Linked DNA regions of Mus musculus: regions 1, 2, 3, 4 and 5 are each linked to region 6. The links are chromatin contacts, called in public Hi-C, HiChIP or PLAC-seq and promoter capture Hi-C maps. All regions are on one chromosome and are shown on one strand. Each heading gives the region's core, a stretch centred on a gene start, on an enhancer-like site or on the middle of the called end of the contact. The rest is flanking DNA. Distances are from core to core; before and after follow the strand shown. Region 1 holds the start of Prrg4 (proline rich Gla (G-carboxyglutamic acid) 4 (transmembrane)). Region 2 holds the start of Tcp11l1 (t-complex 11 like 1). Region 3 holds the start of Eif3m (eukaryotic translation initiation factor 3, subunit M). Region 4 overlaps Tcp11l1 (t-complex 11 like 1). Region 5 holds the start of Elf5 (E74-like factor 5). Region 6 holds the start of 4931422A03Rik (RIKEN cDNA 4931422A03 gene).

Region 1 (2,700 bases), core at 71-2,570, 820 kb before region 6:
AGTCTACATTGTTAGATACAGATCTCAGAAAGACTCAGTTCTCCCAAAAGCAAAATGGTGTTTATCCCTCTCTTCCCAGGGCTTCCAGCCACAGGTTGTCTAAATGAGGGAGCAGGAGAATGGGTCTCCTGAGAGATACTTCCGATTCCTGTGCTCAACCATAAGGTATTTCTAGCTTCTCCACAGTCTGATCTCCACTGCTTAAGTAAGGTGAAAGAGCAGACTCCATTTTCCAGACCGCTTAAGCCTCTAGGGCGTGGGGCATGGATAGTGTTTGGAAGGAAACAAAAACAACGTCTGCAAAACATATGGAAATTCTTACTTGAATCCATTAATCAGAATAAAATAGATAATAGCCTTTCAGGGAAGAAAACAAATTTGGTGAAAAGTGAATTAACTGGAGACTAGAAAGGAGTGGGAATGCCATTTCACTGTGCTCTGTTTCAACTGTATGAAGTTCCAGGCTACTCTGGCCAAAGAGCAAAATTTAAATAGCGTTCCCAAGAGTAACAGCGCATGCTGTTTGGACATGAAGAGTGTGGTGAGACACTGTTCTCCTATCTTCTCACACCTCGAGCTCTGGGCCTCTTGAATTATTTTTAATTATATCTCTCACACAACATTTTTAAATAGAGAAATTTTCAAAATTTAACTTCATCTCATGACAATTAAGGGTGCTTATGCTCTTGCTGTTTCAAAAAAAAAAAAAGAAAAAAGAAAAAAACTCAACGAAAAGTTCAAGATCTAAGATTATTTGTTCAAGAAGGATGAACTTTTTAGCTGTCTGGGTATATGGGTAGCTACGGCCAAAGATATCTAATAAAAGCAGAAATATTCTGAGAACAAACACAATTTGTCACATTTTGTTTAAATTTACATACCGACACTAACCTAGTAGTATGGAAGATATTAAGCATCACAAGTATTCATCCACTGGAGGCTTATTAGTTAGCAGAGTGATGATATCATCACATGTCAAACAGCTTCTGGAAATTTCCACTGTAAACCCAAGGAGGGAAAGAATGAAAGTAAAAGAGGTGAAACCTTGCATTGTTGTCGTGGAAACAATTTTGACTCGGGGACATATTTGAAAGTATTTTTGTAGACAACCCAGACCTGGTGAAATACATCTGAGAACTTTGTAATTGCTATTAATTGATTTTTGGTCATGTGACAATGCAAATCACTAACAAAGTATATTTTCTCGGATGAATGCTATGTTCTCATCCCTGGACCACCCTGCGAGAACAGCTGACCGAAGGTAACCTCGGGAGGGCGCTCTGATAGGCCGCCAAAGTGTGAGCGTCCGGGTCTCAGTCGAGAAGGGCTGGGGACCGAGAGCGGGAGGTGGAGCGCTGCCAGGTGACCTCCTCGTCCGGTAGCGGTGGGAGTGGCTCCAGCACACAAGCTGGGCCCCGTGCGGCGCACGTTCCCCGAGCGCCCCTGCGCGGATCCTGGGCGCCTCTTTTGCGTCCTGGTGTCGCCTTGGAGCCGCGAAGAGCTAGGCTCCGACTGTCGCCGAGATCCAGAGGCGTCCGCGACTCAGGGCCAGGCCACCTCTCGGGCCAAGCGGATAACTCGGTTCCCGCCCAGGGGCTGCTGGAACATGCGCCCGGGGACACAGGTGCGGCGACCAGCGGCGAGGCGGGGCGGGGAGGAGTGGGAGAGTCATCCAGAGACGATGTCTCGACAGTGGCATTCCAGCACCTAGCTGCCTGTCAGCGTGGGCGAGAGTCGCGTCTGCCTGGGCCAGTGTCCGAACTCTCCTCCGCAGCTTCCCGGGAGTACCTTTTGTTCCCAGGCGCTCCGGAGGTGCCACCTGCCCGGAGCGCCTTGGGTCCCATAGATTAAGAGCGACCCGTGGGGTGCAACAGGTCGTTGTTGACTCAGTTCCGACTAAAACCCAACAGGCTGAGACTTGGCCTGCTTCTTTTCTTTTCTTTTAATGTCGTTGTCACTTTTGTTTTAGTTTGTTTGACAGTTGCTAGACTATGTTTCCACTTCTGATCGTACTCAGCCAGCTGCCCAGACTTACCCTCGCAGTTCCTCATTGTATCAGAAGCCTAAAGGATTCCGAACATGCCCCAGAAGAAGGTAAGCAAGCATGGCTGCCGATTGGGGGAAAACACTTCTGAAACCAGTTGCGGTCTACTGTGTAGATCTCAAGCCAAAGTGTGGTAGGGGGAATTACACGCCCCCGTGAACCACAGTGCAACAGCATATCCTATGTTTTAATTTGTGGCTTTCTTGTTTAGAGTTGTGGGTTTTTAACTATAATATGTACAAACGTATCTCCCTTAGTAAACAGATGTTTAACACCTGGTTTGTGGTTGACTAAATTGAAAGCCTTTTTCGAAGTCCGAAAGTCAGTGAGTTGTCGTTTCCTAGATGAAGCTGTGTGTTAGTTATAAAGAGGAAGGCTGCTTCTTGGAAGACTGACAGGGAGGCCAGACTCTTGTCAGGACTTGTTTGTGCACCGCTGGGAGTCCCCATATAGACAAGTGCTCTACCGCTGAGCCACATCCTGTCCCCTAGTCTGGATTTGTGAGATCCAGAGCAAGGGCTGGAAGGTAGGATGACCCTTCTGGTCATTGTTCCAAACGTTGTGTAGATAAAGGCAGATGCTTGAGAGATTAAGTGTAGTTTGCTGGCCCAGGATTTTCGGTTACAGGTCACAAATTGGTTCCTGCTTCCATTTAA
Region 2 (2,700 bases), core at 26-2,525, 680 kb before region 6:
TAATCCCAGGTATAGGGATGGGGGAACTGCTTAGGACTGTCTGCAACAGCGGACAATGATTTGCCTCGAGCTCCAGCTCCGTTTTGCGAGCTGCAAATAGTTTCTATGATTGTGTGAGTTGGGAATTCTGGAAACTTTTCAGTGATATATAAACAGTAGGTGGGGCCCGGAGTTTACATATGCGGTTTGTTAGTAGTAGTGCTTAAAGAAAAAAAAAGAAAAAAAGAAAAAAGGAAAGAAATTAAATTCAGGGATCCCTTAGCCGGGCGTGGTGGTGCACGCCTTTAACCCCAGCACTTGGGAGACAGAGGCAGGTGGATTTCTGAGTTCGAGGCTAGCCTGGTCTACAGAGTGAGTTCCTGGACAGCCAGGACTATACAGAGAAACCCTGTCTCGAAAAACCAAATCAATCAATCAAGAATCCCTCTCCCACCCCCACCCCCTCTGTCCTCTGTCTCTCCCCTCTATGCTTATTTCTCTTCGGTCTAGTGTTAGAGGGGGAAGGAGTGGGGGAGGAGAATCTACAAAGTAGCAAAGATTCCTATCTTTTATTTAAGATAGAGACAGATGACAAAGTATTTCTGTTAGTGAAGTTAGCTATTATAGCGCCCCAGGCTTGGAGTGGGGTGATGTTTTTGTTGGCTTAATTTTTTTTTTCTTGTACAACAATGATCATGCCCGCCCCAACTTTATGGACCCAGGGACATGATATTTAGGGGAAATGATCTTCCTTTCTGGAACGCAACTTCTCCAAGGGCTGAGCTAGGGAACCGCTGCTCTCGCCTCTTTTCATATCAAGCTGAAGCCTCGGTCACCCAAACACTTCGAAGGGACCGCTCAAGCCAGGGCTCAGAATCCAAAAGGAGCCTGTGAGTGTGTGGGTGTCCAAAATGAAGGCAAGGGAGTGAGATTGGCCTGGTTGATGGAATATTCAGTTTTCAAAGTCCTGGCAGGGAAAGTAGCTTCTAAGGCGCCCTGCGCTTTACCACACTTTTAACTGCGCGCCATCGCCTCCGCTTTTGCCCAACCTCAACATGGCGCCTCCCTGTGCGGCCGGAGCGACTTCGAGCCGGGGGCCACCGCACTCCCTCGGCCGCCCCCCTCCCCGGGCCCGCATCAGCCTTTCCACACAAAAACGTAGTGAAGCTCAGCTCCGAGCGCCAGATTCCCGAGCCCCTTGGTGACAGCGGGAGAGCCGGCCGCCGGTCCGTACAGGAGCATGGCGCCGCCCACGCTGGGCAGGCGCATCCCGCCTCCCCCGCCCCGCACTGAGCGCGGCCGGCGCTGCCCACCGACGCGGGGCACAGAGGACGGCCCGCAGCTCGGGGAGAGCCAGGCGCCCCGGCGGGGGTCGAGGCCCAGGCGCCCAGGCCGGCGCGCATCGCTCCCCCCCTTTCGCGTCGCGGACCCCGCGGTACTCGCAGCCGGAGTGACCCTGGGTGGTCGCCGACGCCGCGGCAGGTGAGCGGGGCAGAGGCCGGCGGGCCGGCCCGGGATCCACCGGGCGAAAGCGCTCCGGTTTCTGGACCTCTCCCAGCCGGTCGGGTCCCGAGGATGCAGGGTGGAGCGAGGAGGAGAACAGGGATGGGTGAGGCCCACCCTCCAGGCCGGACTCCCCGGCGCGCCCCTGCCCTCGCCGACCGAAACAGCTGTTTACGACGAAATCTGAACGCGGTTCCCGGCGCCGGGGGTCAGAGATCTTTTCTTTTCGCTTGAAAGACCCTTTCTGGAGGATTCTTTTGTGTTCAGCTTGGGCCGGCGTGCAGCTCCGACAGATGCCGGTCCCCGTGCCAGGATCCTCCCCCTCGGTTTCCTGGTTAGGTACCATAGGGTTTTATGATTGTTGAGTGAATGAATGAGAGCAATTAAATAGCACCCCCCCCCCCATAATCCTACTACTCTTTAATTATAGCTGCCAGTGTGGAATGGTGGTGGTGTGGCAGTCTGTGGCCGCAGGGTACCCTTATGCAGGAAACCAGGAGGCACTTAACTGTAGAAAACTGAAGCCACAGTAAAGACACAGAATGAGACCTCAGTAGTGATGGGGGAATAGGACATTTTAAGAAAAATGGGCCACTTTTACTGAAGTTATTGTCACTTTTAAACCACAGGTTCAGTGCTACCCAAAACACCTTGAACAACCCCTCCTAACAGTGACATCACACAGATGACACAGGGTTTTATGTCTGTCAACAAATGAGTATCTGTTTGCCGGGCTTGGGGGCTTAGGGGTATACTAATAGAGCATTTATGGAGAATATGATTGATCTTGGCTCTTGAGAAGTTCAAAATCTAGACAAAGCTTTTCATTTCATTTTTAGAGTACAAATTAGCGCTTTCCCCACCAGACCCCCAATTCCTCTTTCCATCTTTGCTTACTGCCACTTTTCCATTTCAGGCACCACTGGCTTTTCTGCTGGAGGAATGAAAACCCCCCTCCTTTCACCCCTACCCCGACGTTATAACTTGGTGAAATTCTACTCCTTTCAAAGACAGGTCACATGTCATCTTTTCTGGGAAAGTTTTCTCAGCTTCCTCCTCTTCAGAATAGCAGCGTCATGCTAATTTGAGTTTCATTGTGGCTCCTTGCAAGCATGCCTGTCCGTCTCTGATTAGATTGTTTTCAGCTTCCTATCCCTATTGGAATAATCATATTTTGACTGGAATTAAAGGCAGTGATGGATGCCAGCTGTCTCACAA
Region 3 (2,700 bases), core at 45-2,544, 990 kb before region 6:
CCCCCCTCAGAAATCTGCTCCCCTCTTTTCAACCAGTCTCTCTTCCTTTTCTTCCTTGAGAACGTACCCCCCCACACACACTCATTCCACATTGTAACCCAGTACTCCAGGAAGATTGTCTTAGTGTGCTTCCCATTGCTATGATAAAATATTGGCCAAAAACCGACCTGGGGAAAAAGGGTTCATTTCATCTGACAACTCTCAGGTTAACCTCCATCGCTGAGGAAAGTCATGGCAGGAACCCAAGGCAGGAACCTGGAGGTGGGAACTGAAGCAGAGGCTTGCTCGCTGCCTGCTGACTTGCTCCTTGTGGCTAGCTTGGCTTACTTTTCAATGCAACTCAGGGCCACCTACCCAGGGTGGCACCACCCACAGTGGGCTGGGCCCTCCCATGTCAATCATTAAGGAAGAAAATACCTGACAGGCCATTTATTGGGGACATTCTATCAACTGAGGATACCATGTGTATATTCTCTAATAAAGTCTGTTTTTACTTTTTCAGCCCACTTTTTAATTGCATTTCCCCCTTATTGTTGCATTTACAATGTTCTTGATCTTCATGGCTCCAAGTTCTGCATCCAGGTTCAATCAACTGCAGACTATAATATTCTGGAGAAATATCTGTGCTGAATACGCAGACCTTGTCATTCCCTAGAAAACAGAGGACATAGAATTTACATTGGATTAGCTATTTTAAGTGCCCTGGAGATGACTTAAAGTACACAGGAGGTTATATAGACACGAACTAAGCCATTTTTATGTAAGCGTCTTGAGCCCCATAGATTCTGGAATCCTTAGAGGAGGGATCCTGGAGTCAATCCCTAACATACACTGAGGCACTGTGTATTCTGGATAAGTCCTTATTAATTAAGTGGGAGCATTCTTTGAAAACTAGTCACCCTTACTTAGCAAGGAGCATGGCCTAGCAACTGGACCAGCAAACTGGGAAGCATAACACAGGGGAAAAAAAAAATAGTTCCAAGGCTTTAGGGACAGGGGGCACCTGGAAAGCTCTCAGAGGCAGCAAGAGCTCTCTAGGCTCCCGAAGCTTTGGCCCAGGTAGGGTTCCGTGACCCGCAGGCAGCAGGCGGGCAGAGGACACTTTAGCCCAACCCACCTAAGTTTCCGGGGAGAGGGGAAGATTTCAGGTAGGAGCCTGCGAGGAGCTGAAGCAGAGGCCCGCGGGGAGGAAGTAGTACTGTGGGCCCCGCCCACGAGGCCCGCCCTCTGTGGCTGACCCGGAAGCGGTTGTGCGTAACCCTGTACGGCACCGCTCTCTTTTCCGGTCGGCGTGTTTCTGGATCGGAGCGTCTTCCGCAGCCCGGCCTTCACCATGAGCGTCCCGGCCTTCATCGATATCAGCGAGGAAGACCAGGTGCACGATGCTGGGCCCTCGGGGCAACGGGTGCGGGGGATTCCCGGGACGGAGCCCGTGAGGGGGAGCGCGCTCTCCTGACCTGGGTCTCGGCGCGTGCGCGGCCGAGGGTCCGGATGCGGGCCCGGTGGGCGCCAGGGCTCGTCCGCAGTCGTCGATGACGACCCAGAACTTTTCGGGGACAGGGACCAGCGTCTGCTAAGTTCGCGTGTGGCCCGCAGGAGCAACTTTGAGCGTGTGAATGCGGGCCTTCCGCGGCCACAGGCGACGGTGGCATGCATTTTACTAGTTGGCTCGCGTTTTCTGTTCCCAGGCGGCTGGGAGGCAGGAGCATCTGGCGGGCCATCCTGGACACTTTGAAGTTCACTAATTGGGGTTTACACCTGGGTGTACAGGACAGATGGCTTCTCCTTTTTCTGTAACAGGAGGTTAATTGTTGGGATGACAGTCTTTTAATTTTCTACAACCCAAACTGTTCTTCGTGAGCATGCATACGCTTTTATAATACCCACTGACAGAAACTTGGGGTTCCATATGTTACACAGGAGAAGAAAGGAAGTTATGCACACATAGAAAGATGCCGCATTAAGAGTATTTGACAGCAGAGGAAGCTAGAGTTCCCAGGCATTGACTAGTATTTACCAAAAAGGTACTTCAGGCCAGGGGCTGAATAGAGCCTTGGCATTGGCCATATTGTAGAGTGTCTTGTTGTCAGCAAGAATGATATAAAAACATTAAACTTAACTAATTCTTAGAAAAAGATTTGTAAAGCAGGAAGTGAACAAATGCTTTCTTTACATCTTGGTTAGATTATATATTTGTGTCATAAAGAAAAAGAATGATTTCTGCTGTTATTTTGCTTTTTCTAATATGACACTTGAGTTTTCAAAATATCTTTTTTATAATACCATGCCATCTTCTGTATAAAATTACTATGCTATTGTTTGGAAAAATAATTCCATCAGACCTAAGGGTTTGTTAGGTTTCTGAGGTCACCAAACACATTTGTGGGATTAAAAATGTTGGTTATTTTCCCCAAGGCTCTTTTGGCTTTGTCCAGACAATTTGACATCCGTGCTTTTTCTTTCCCCAACCCCCTTCTTGTTTTGATATTTGGGAAGTGTTTCACTATGGCTTGTTAAACCTTGGCTGGCCAGGAACCTGTAGAGATCCCCCTGCCTCTGCCTCAAGTGCTGTGGTCACAGTTATATGTCACCTCACCCTGCCCACCACCTCACCCTGGCACCTGTGCATTTTCTAATGGAACGCTTTATACTGTGATTCTTTAAGTTTTTATTCTGTTAGCTTTAAGTCATCTACATTTC
Region 4 (2,700 bases), core at 78-2,577, 660 kb before region 6:
CTCTGTTAATTAGCTTTTCTCCTGCTGATCGGAACGGCAGGGAGTGTCACTTTGCCTCTTTCCTTATTCATAACTCAGAATTCACAACCAGGAAAGGGCAGCTTTCACAGCTTGGTGGTGGTGTATGGTTAGTGGGGTTTTTTGTTTGTTTGGTTGGTTGGTTGGTTGTTTTTTTGTGTTTGTTTCTGTGTCAGGGTCTCAAAATACTTACAGCTCTGGGTAGAGTGCACATTGCCTTTCCCGTGGCAGGATTAAGGCTTGCACCACCATACCCAGCTTTTGTTTTGTTTTTGAGACCAGGTCTTGTTCTGCAGCCCAGGTGGCCTGGTGTTCATTGTGAAATCCAGGCTGGCCTTAAACTATGACAGTCTTTCTGTCTTTGCTTCCCCAAGTGCTGGGAAGAAAATTTCATTTTTACAAGCCTCGCGTGACTTCAGGTAAACAACTGACTGAGTCTAGTATAGCTGTGTTTGTAGGCTGCTTCCAGGTGCCATGCGGTGGTGCATTTCAGGTAGCATAGCTTTGCTGATGAGATGGGAATGGCAGTCTGAATAGATCTTGTTGCCTGACCAGGTTGGTTAACTCAGTGGCCATGGAAGGAAGTTAATTCCTGCAGCCTTATATGGAAGCTTGGGGCTGGGAGGAATGGAAAGAGGGGAGAGTAGAAGTAGTGGGCGAAGATTGGCTGACACATTTCAGTTTGTCTGGGGTCACGGTCTTCTAGGCTAAAGAGCGTGGCAGAGTCAGGTGCCAGAAGCTCAGCTGCCCTGAAAGAATCGTTGCTGCGTAGGAGCCTACCTAGAGACATCACAGTCACTTGTCCACCTCTCCAAGGTTTCCAAAGCCTGAATGCCACAGAGAAAGCCTGTCTCTAGAAGGCTGTATATCAGCAGTCAGGACCAAATTGAGAACTTTGTGAGGAGAACAGAGGTGCAGCACCAGGGAGGAGCTGACAGTGGCTGAAACCCCAGCTCCTGCTTGGTTTGAAGGAGCTTCCACCAGGGCTGCACCTCTCTCAAGGAGCACTTTCTACTCAGAATGTGGAGGACACTGGTGTTCTGATAGGTACCTATGTGTTACTAAGGAAAGCAGAGGGGACATAAAGGCCACTGAAAGCCATCTGAGGGCCCCGTTGACATGCTCCCACTGCGTGAGTCACACCAGAAACAAGGCTAGCCCTCGGTGTAAATGCTTTGCTAAACAAAGGGACTCCAGCTGGTGTCTTGTCCTGTTTGTCTGTGAGCCAGAACTTTTAGCATCCCTCCGAGCTGCAGTCAATCTGGTCTTCCAGCCACCTCGAATGTGCTCACTACTAGAGAAAAGAGTAGGTAGGAAGGAAGCAGGCCAGGCCAGGCCAGGTTCTCGCAATGTCAGCCGTGAGGCAGGTGTCATGCATTTCTTTATGACAGGAATCTTCTGTTGAGATTTGTCTGAGGTCACGAAGCTATCGAAAAGCAATATGGTGATTTGGATTCAGTCTGTGGGTTTCAAAGTTCATTCTCTACCTTGAATTTCACTGGAGAAACTCTCTTCATTAAGGTAATTCCAAGAAGTGTCCCTGCAAATGTCAGGGTGATGAGTGTAGCCCTGTTTTCCAGACTCCCTGGACTTTGCCACACAGTGGCTGGAAGAGGCCACAAATGACCTTTTGAGTCAGAAGTACAAACATGCCCTGCCAGCTGGGGGAGGCGCTGCTGGCTCTGGGGATGCCCCACTCCTGACCCCTGTTTCTGTCCAGAATTTCGCCTACCTGAAGCTTCTGAAATGGGACCACTTCCAGAGACCTTTCCCTGAGGTAGGTGCTGTGGGCACCTTAGCCATTCACACGCTGTCTCAAGGGGCACAGTTGGTTTTTTGTTGTTGTTTTTTTTAAAGACTCTTATTGTTCTAGCACATATGTGTACATTCTACATATGAGAAAATATGCAATGTGGTCCTTCTTTTCCATTCCCACATCATTCTCTCTTGTTCTCCTCCCTTTGTGTTTTTGAGACAGGGGTTTTCCATGTACCCTTGGCTGTCCTGGAGCTTGCTATGCATTCCTGGGTAGTCTTGAACTTGTGGAGATCTGCCTGTCCTTTCCTCCTTAGCATGTGTCACTCCGTGCTTTCTGGTATATTTTCAGACTTATACAGTCCCCCTGGCAGCATCGTTAGCCAGCGGACTTTTCTCCTCCTTTCAGTTCTGCTTTCCATATTTGTCTGTTCTGGATAGTTCTTATTGTTTGTTGTTTGTTTGTTTTTTAAGATTATTTAATGTATATGAGTACACTGTTTTTATTCAATTTGTCATGATTTTTTTTTTAAAGAAAAGATGTGTATGGGTGTTGCACATCCTTAATTTCTGAGTTCAAGGCCAACCTGGTCTACAAAGTGAGTTCTGGAGATAGTTCAGACAGAGAAATCCTGTCTCGAAAAAACAAAAACAAAAAACCAAAAATAAATAAATAAATAAATAAATAAATAAATAAAATAAAAAACCATAAAAACAAACAAACAAGCAAACAAAAAACCCTGGTTTTGTTTCACAGCTTGCTCTCCAGAAACTTCTGCCACTCCCACGGTGAGCATTATCCTAAGCAGGTCTAGCTGCAGGAACCATTCAAGAGGATGACTAATGAGGGGTTCCCCACTTCTCTGGCAGAAACTAAGCTGGTGTGTGGCTTCCTCTGTCTTCTTTGAGAGCACTTGTTCCTTTTTT
Region 5 (2,700 bases), core at 46-2,545, 600 kb after region 6:
CTCTGACTTTCTTGCAGGCGTGCTAAAAGTTTTGATTTTTTTCCCCATCCTGGTCTGCTAATCTGTAAGTACTCATGACCATCTCTGATAACCTACTTCCGAATCCTTAAAATGGACATCTCAACACACAGTCCGCTGAGCGTCCTGAGGATTTAATAAAATCAGTGAACATTGATTGAGTAGCTAAAAAGTTTCACTCTGAAGACTTTTGAGAAGAGGAGGCAACCAAACTGTAAAAGCTGCTGTCCCCAATACACTGAATCATAGAAAGACCCTTGCCGAGAGAATGAAGGCAGGAGAATGAAGCTTTCCGTGTGGATGAGCACGTGTAACAGCCTGGGTCTGAGTCTTTGGACTACCACACAAAACCATCTCTATAAATTACCGGGCCTTCTTGTGCCTCAGTTGCCCCATCTGTAAAATGGAGACTAAGTGCATAATGATCTAGGACCCCTATTCTGTCTTAAATTCTCCTACCTTAACGCAGATGCGGGAGAGCATGTGTTTCCAGTTGCTGCCAGTAGGGGGCAAATGCGCACAAACCCCTGAACGCATACAGACTGATAAGGTTTGAGAATACAGTGGAAAAAAACCCTAGCCACTTCTCTTCTGGAAGCACTCTGTCCTAAGGGGCTGTGGGAGGGCCAAATGAGATTCCTTTAAACTATTTTGTACAAACTCCTTAAAAAAACAAAAACAAAAACAAAAAAAGCCTTAAACAGTAAGAATACCATTCTCTGTATCAAGAGGGGCAGCTTGGTGAGCAGGCCCTCCAAAGAACTGAGGGGTGAGGCCAGGGTTGGGGGAGGTGGTGGGTTTTTCTTGAGCTGGCTATCCGTGCAGAATCCGGCTTCCTCCTAAAGGCAGCTAAAGGATGGGCAGAGATTTAAGCGCCTGTACACATTCTCTCAGCTGCCTTTGGTTTAGTGGAACCAGAGGAAGTGGGGGCCGGTGAAGAGGGTGGGTGGCCACCTTCCCGGAGGAGACAAAAAAAAATCTCTCCGGCAAGCCGTCAAACCTGAGTCAAACACCCCCGGAGGAGGCACTCTGGCTTCCTCACGGAGGGGCTGCCGTGGGAGCTGGAAACAGAGACTCAGTCCCAGGCCCCAGCTAAGTCTCTGAGCCCCGACACCCCCTTTCAATTCATTCAAAAGAGCAAAGAAAAGCTGCTTACGTGAAGACAAGTGGTGGCTAGGTCCAGACAGAAGGCTTTCAAGGCAAGAGAAGGCAAGCGCGCTCCCAGCACCAGCGGACTGTAGAAATAAAGGCACCTGTAGCCGTGTGATATAAGTGACACCTACAGACAGGTCCGTTTGGTTTTTCAGGTTTATGCACAGCCCCTTTGATGACGGTGACATACGGTGTGACACGGCTCCTCGGGGGTGGGGGGTGGTTTTCACATGCAGAAAGTTTACCTTTCTCCTGCTTTTGTGCCCAGCTCCCACCACCCACCGAGGGGACCCAGGAAATGAGCAGAGAATTCTTGCCCCCGGGGGGATAAGTGGAGTGCTGGCTGGAGCAGTCTCCGTTGAGCAAGCTGGAGGGAAGGAAATTCAGGCCTGGTGTCTGTTCATTGCAGCCTTTGCCTGGGCTGGCCAAGTCCCGAACCTCTGTATGTAGTGTTATCCCCTATTCTGTGCGTGTTAGGAAAGAAGAGCAGTGCCAAGAAGTGGTAAAGAATAAAGGTGCTTCAGGGATCAAATTCTGAGCCGGTCATTTTCTGGCTGCATTACTGTGAATAAGTTAATGAGCATATCCGGGATCCATCAGATTAATGCAATAATGGAATCTGTCCTTGGGTTGCTGGGAAGGCCATACTTGGTAATGTCAGCCAATCACCTGGAAGCCTGTCCTTGGGCGCTACATATTTCCTTCTATTGATCCTGGTGGGGACCTTCCGATCAGGGGGCAGGGAGAGAGTCAGGGAGCAGTGCTTTCACTGGCCTTTCCACTCTAAGCACCCAAAGGGCGCCATGTTTGAATACAGGAGCCATGTGACAGCTTTCCCCCTTTCCCAGTGTCCTCTGTTTTAGAAATGGCGATATGAAGGGATCGTGGAGCTGCAGTGTCAAACATCCAGAACAACACGGGGGCGGGGGGTCCTGATTGGCTTGCAAGCTGTCAGCTGTCTCACTGAGAACTACCCAGTTTTTAGGACATCTCTCAAATCTAAATGACGGCCTAGGCAGTCATCTGGGAGGAGTGTTCATAACCCCCTTTCGTGGGTTCCGTTCCTCTCTCAATCTCAGGCAGCCAAGACACCAAGGTGCTCAAACTGCAGACTCTGTGATCTTGAAGTGGAAAGCAGAGATTGACTGGTTGGTTAGGTTTTCTTGGGAACACTGGGCATAGGCACAAACACTCAAATCCAAACACCCGAACGGCGTGAAGAAACAAAAGGCAGTTCATGTGAGGAGTCATGTGTCATCATGGAAAAATAGTCGGGGCAAGATAAGTGGCCTGTTGAGGCTCTGGCTTGGCTCTGGGACCTTAGGTGGGAGAGCCAGCTTTTCTGGGTCAGAATTCTCCCAACAGTAATAGGAGAAAACGGGATTAAGTTATTTATTTATTTATTTAATCATTTTGTTGGATTTAACAGTGCCTTTAATCCCAACACTCAGGCGGCAGATATCTGTGGGTTTGAGGCCAGGTTGATTTACACAGTGAGTTTTAGGCTACCCAGGGTGATCCACACAATGA
Region 6 (2,700 bases), core at 164-2,663:
GACACACTATTGTTAAGAGACCCATCAGCCTCTCAATACTGTTCCCTTCACCAGGACAGAAGTGCACTGTGCCACACTTCATGTCTTCCACTGTGAGTTGGTCAGCCTGTCTTCCACATTCCTTTCCAATGCAATATACATATTCCTTCCCAATACTTGGCCCCTTTTGTAATTACATACTTGTTTGACTTTCCATCTTGTCTATAGTAGTCAAGCTACAAAAAAAAGACCATATCTCTCTAACTCACTACTGTAATCCTACATTTAACTGGCACATGGCAGACATTCAACAAAACAAAACAAACAAACCTGAGCAGATGAATACAAAAATAAATATCTTTACACTCTAGCAATGCACACTTTATTACTACAAACTCTAGTTGGAGAAGATAGTGGGAGAGTAAGGTTGCTAAACTGAGGAGAGTGAAGTATTCCGGACAGGGAACTGAGCATACACAACCATGTGCGAGTGTTGTGCCATCTGATGGGCTGAGAAAATATGATAGTGGAGGAGAGGCCTGAAAGGCCTTAGATAATAAGCTATTGGGTAAGGGCCTTAAATACTGCAGAAGTTCAGGGTCCAGTGTTGTAAACAGGGATGTCATGGGCTTTTAAGAAAAATGACAGCCAGATTGGTCTTTAGAAGGTAACTCTGGCAGCAAGCAAGCAAAGAAAGAAGGCTATCTAAATAAGAAGTTATAGCAATAAACTATTTCAGATGAAATACATTTGAGCTGGCCAACCTTTCCTACAGAAAAACTTTCTGTGTGTTAGTACAGGCTGAGTAGGGGGAAGTGTGTTTTTTGGAAAGACAAATGTCTTAGCAGGTACGAGTGGAGGCCATAACAGAAAACCCAGGAAATATCTCTGCCACCACTTAGCTACCTGTAACTCCAAGAAATCTGTACCTCTTAAAGGCCCCTAAAAACAGAGGACATAGATGCCCAGATTCCAGTAATGAAGCAAAAACCAAAAGTGTGTCTTCCCCATGTGAGAGGGCCATTTTGCAGCCTCCACAAATATATACGGAAGCACAAGAAACCCAGGCTATGCGGTCAAGAATGTAAACAATCCTGACACAGGGGGTGAGGGTGACAAGAAAGGGGCACACGGCAGGACCATTTGTCCCTCCACGCTAAAACAGTCCTGGTTTCTGAAAGAATTCTCGCATGCCCGGTGTTTATTTTTGGAGTAAATGCTGGTCATCTGGGAAACCCTAAGGTAACTGCAGTCACCTGTAAGGCCTCACCGGAAGTCGGTGACAAAACCCAAAATCCAACCACCCACCATAAAAAGGGAAACTGACAGCCAAAAAAGTCGCCGACACAAGACAAAGTGTATGCTGCCCGCGATCACGATGGCATCAGAGTCAGAAGGTCGCAGGCCTTCTCGCGCGCGTTCTACCTGCCCACGAGGGCTCTGGTCATCAGGGACCCCAGGCGCGACAGGGATGCGCGTGGGCCGAGACAGTGGCCTTTCCACAGCGCTAGACCAGGCCCCAAAGGGCCAGCGAGGGTCCGCGGGGTGCAGGACCAGGGAGCCACCTCTCTCTTCCGCAACCCGGCCTAGCCGAGGCTTGAGGGAGAGGGCGCTAAGTTCCCGGGGACCTAGGCCTGGGCAGGGGTAAGACCTGGATGCCCAGACCGCTCCCCCGAGTCTCCTTCAGCCCCCCGGGGCGCTATGCGGGATAACGGCCGCCTTGCAGTCACCCTGCTGCGGAGGGAGCCCACGTCCAGCCAGCGACCCCGGGCCTCCTTCCCTGCCTCCTTCCACGTTCCCACCCCTGCCGAGAGCACCGCCCCATTACTTGATTAGGTCCCTGTAGTCCACGAAGGATAAGATGAGCAGCAGAGGGTCGGTGGGCAGCGACTCCAGGGTCAGCAGCCCCGTCTCGGCCTCTACGGCAGCCATCTTGCCCGGCCCGCTGCAGCCTTGGCACCACCCCGGCCCCGCCCCCGCCCCCGCCGCCCGAACCGCTCGGCGGCCGCTAGCACAGGTTAGTTATGTAACTGTCACCCGGCCCCAGCCCCGCCCCCGGGATGCCCCGCCCACCCCGCGGTCAGCCCTGCGGGGGCGCTGCTGTCCCTGCCAGTCTGTTTCTGAGTCTTTGGTCTCTTCTTCCACGCATTTTATATCTCGTATCCTCAAAGCCTCTCCCTAAATCTTACACTAACCCTACCTGGCCTTTGGGTCCCAAACCCATTGCTTCATTTCCAATCCATGGTCTCTGTTGCCAGCCTCGGACTCCCATTGCCACTCACCCCCACCTGCACTCGGAATTGCTGCTCTGAGCCCTGTCCACTTAGCAAGGAAGGAATGATGGGGAAAGAGACACAGGGGAAGGCATTCCAACTTTGAAATGATAGGGAGGTTATAATTCTTCCATGGCCCACAAGGCAAAAAACTGTCCTTCAAAAAAACCGAAAATGACCTCTGGATAAATTCCTTGTCCAACAAATGTTAATTGCCCAAGCCCTTACCACCAGGCTTCTAAACCTACTGGTCCCAGAGAAAGTTTCTTCCAACTACTTAAGTGTAAGAAATAATCAAATGTGAGTATTTTCCACCAAGTGCTATAAAACTTGTGTTTAGGACAAGGAATTTGATTCTTTTTAACCTTCTGAGCACACCCTCTTGATAAACATAAATTTGTCTTGTCTAGACACAATAGTTGGAGTGGTGGTCTCTTTCTTTTCTGAA

Evidence for each region. Promoter capture Hi-C pulls out the DNA fragments that hold promoters and counts their contacts. Hi-C and Micro-C count contacts between places; a contact is called where the count stands out from the background. HiChIP or PLAC-seq counts read pairs in DNA pulled down with a chosen protein or histone mark.
Region 1: a Hi-C map of B cells shows a contact between it and region 6, with 5 read pairs. The contact joins the promoter of Prrg4 here to the promoter of 4931422A03Rik in region 6. A contact is called at or near these places in 1 of 39 promoter capture datasets (pre-B cells) and 1 of 484 Hi-C or Micro-C datasets (B cells).
Region 2: a contact with region 6 is called in an H3K27ac HiChIP or PLAC-seq map of bone marrow-derived dendritic cells, with 7 times the contacts expected there. The contact joins the promoter of Tcp11l1 here to the promoter of 4931422A03Rik in region 6. A contact is called at or near these places in 7 of 39 promoter capture datasets (the 3T3-L1 cell line, the C10 cell line, hippocampal neurons and 3 more) and 2 of 115 datasets of contacts at active chromatin or transcription factors (bone marrow-derived dendritic cells and bone marrow-derived macrophages).
Region 3: a promoter capture Hi-C map of pre-B cells shows a contact between it and region 6, with 4 times the contacts expected there. The contact joins the promoter of Eif3m here to the promoter of 4931422A03Rik in region 6. A contact is called at or near these places in 1 of 39 promoter capture datasets (pre-B cells) and 1 of 9 other capture datasets (liver).
Region 4: a contact with region 6 is called in a promoter capture Hi-C map of liver, with 2.9 times the contacts expected there. The contact joins the enhancer-like site here to the promoter of 4931422A03Rik in region 6. A contact is called at or near these places in 3 of 39 promoter capture datasets (the 3T3-L1 cell line, hippocampal neurons and liver), 1 of 484 Hi-C or Micro-C datasets (cortical neurons) and 1 of 115 datasets of contacts at active chromatin or transcription factors (pancreatic cancer cells).
Region 5: a contact with region 6 is called in a promoter capture Hi-C map of the C10 cell line, with 5 times the contacts expected there. The contact joins the promoter of Elf5 here to the promoter of 4931422A03Rik in region 6. A contact is called at or near these places in 2 of 39 promoter capture datasets (the C10 cell line and hippocampal neurons) and 1 of 9 other capture datasets (liver).

What each region holds. Positions count from the first base shown.
Region 1 is chr2:104,848,470-104,851,169 of GRCm38.p6, reverse strand. It overlaps Prrg4 (proline rich Gla (G-carboxyglutamic acid) 4 (transmembrane)), which reads left to right and starts at 1,320. Exons shown (of 6, transcript NM_178695.5): 1 at 1,320-1,624; 2 at 1,970-2,094. The coding sequence starts at 1,992.
Region 2 is chr2:104,710,737-104,713,436 of GRCm38.p6, reverse strand. Tcp11l1 (t-complex 11 like 1) reads left to right here and starts at 1,275. Exons shown (of 10, transcript NM_177190.5): 1 at 1,275-1,461. Gm6306 (predicted gene 6306) reads right to left here. Exons shown (of 1, transcript NR_166704.1): 1 at 534-2,700.
Region 3 is chr2:105,015,621-105,018,320 of GRCm38.p6, reverse strand. It overlaps Eif3m (eukaryotic translation initiation factor 3, subunit M), which reads left to right and starts at 1,294. Exons shown (of 11, transcript NM_145380.2): 1 at 1,294-1,375. The coding sequence starts at 1,334. Gm38521 (predicted gene, 38521) reads right to left here and starts at 1,200. Exons shown (of 2, transcript NR_165821.1): 1 at 1,118-1,200; 2 at 1-651.
Region 4 is chr2:104,687,473-104,690,172 of GRCm38.p6, reverse strand. It overlaps Tcp11l1 (t-complex 11 like 1), which reads left to right. Exons shown (of 10, transcript NM_177190.5): 7 at 1,599-1,795. Among named protein-coding and RNA genes, the nearest start is that of Gm6306, 21 kb to the left of the region's middle. Within about 2 kb of position 1,327, at least 37 of the 459 cell types and tissues checked have an H3K27ac peak or open chromatin away from gene starts, as enhancers often do. A contact at or near this core is called in liver and pancreatic cancer cells, where this site is marked.
Region 5 is chr2:103,422,663-103,425,362 of GRCm38.p6, reverse strand. Elf5 (E74-like factor 5) reads right to left here and starts at 1,295. Exons shown (of 7, transcript NM_010125.3): 1 at 1,175-1,295.
Region 6 is chr2:104,027,074-104,029,773 of GRCm38.p6, reverse strand. 4931422A03Rik (RIKEN cDNA 4931422A03 gene) reads left to right here and starts at 1,413. Exons shown (of 5, transcript NM_175161.3): 1 at 1,413-1,996; 2 at 2,487-2,552. The coding sequence starts at 2,551. Fbxo3 (F-box protein 3) reads right to left here and starts at 1,975. Exons shown (of 11, transcript NM_212433.1): 1 at 1,808-1,975. The coding sequence starts at 1,911.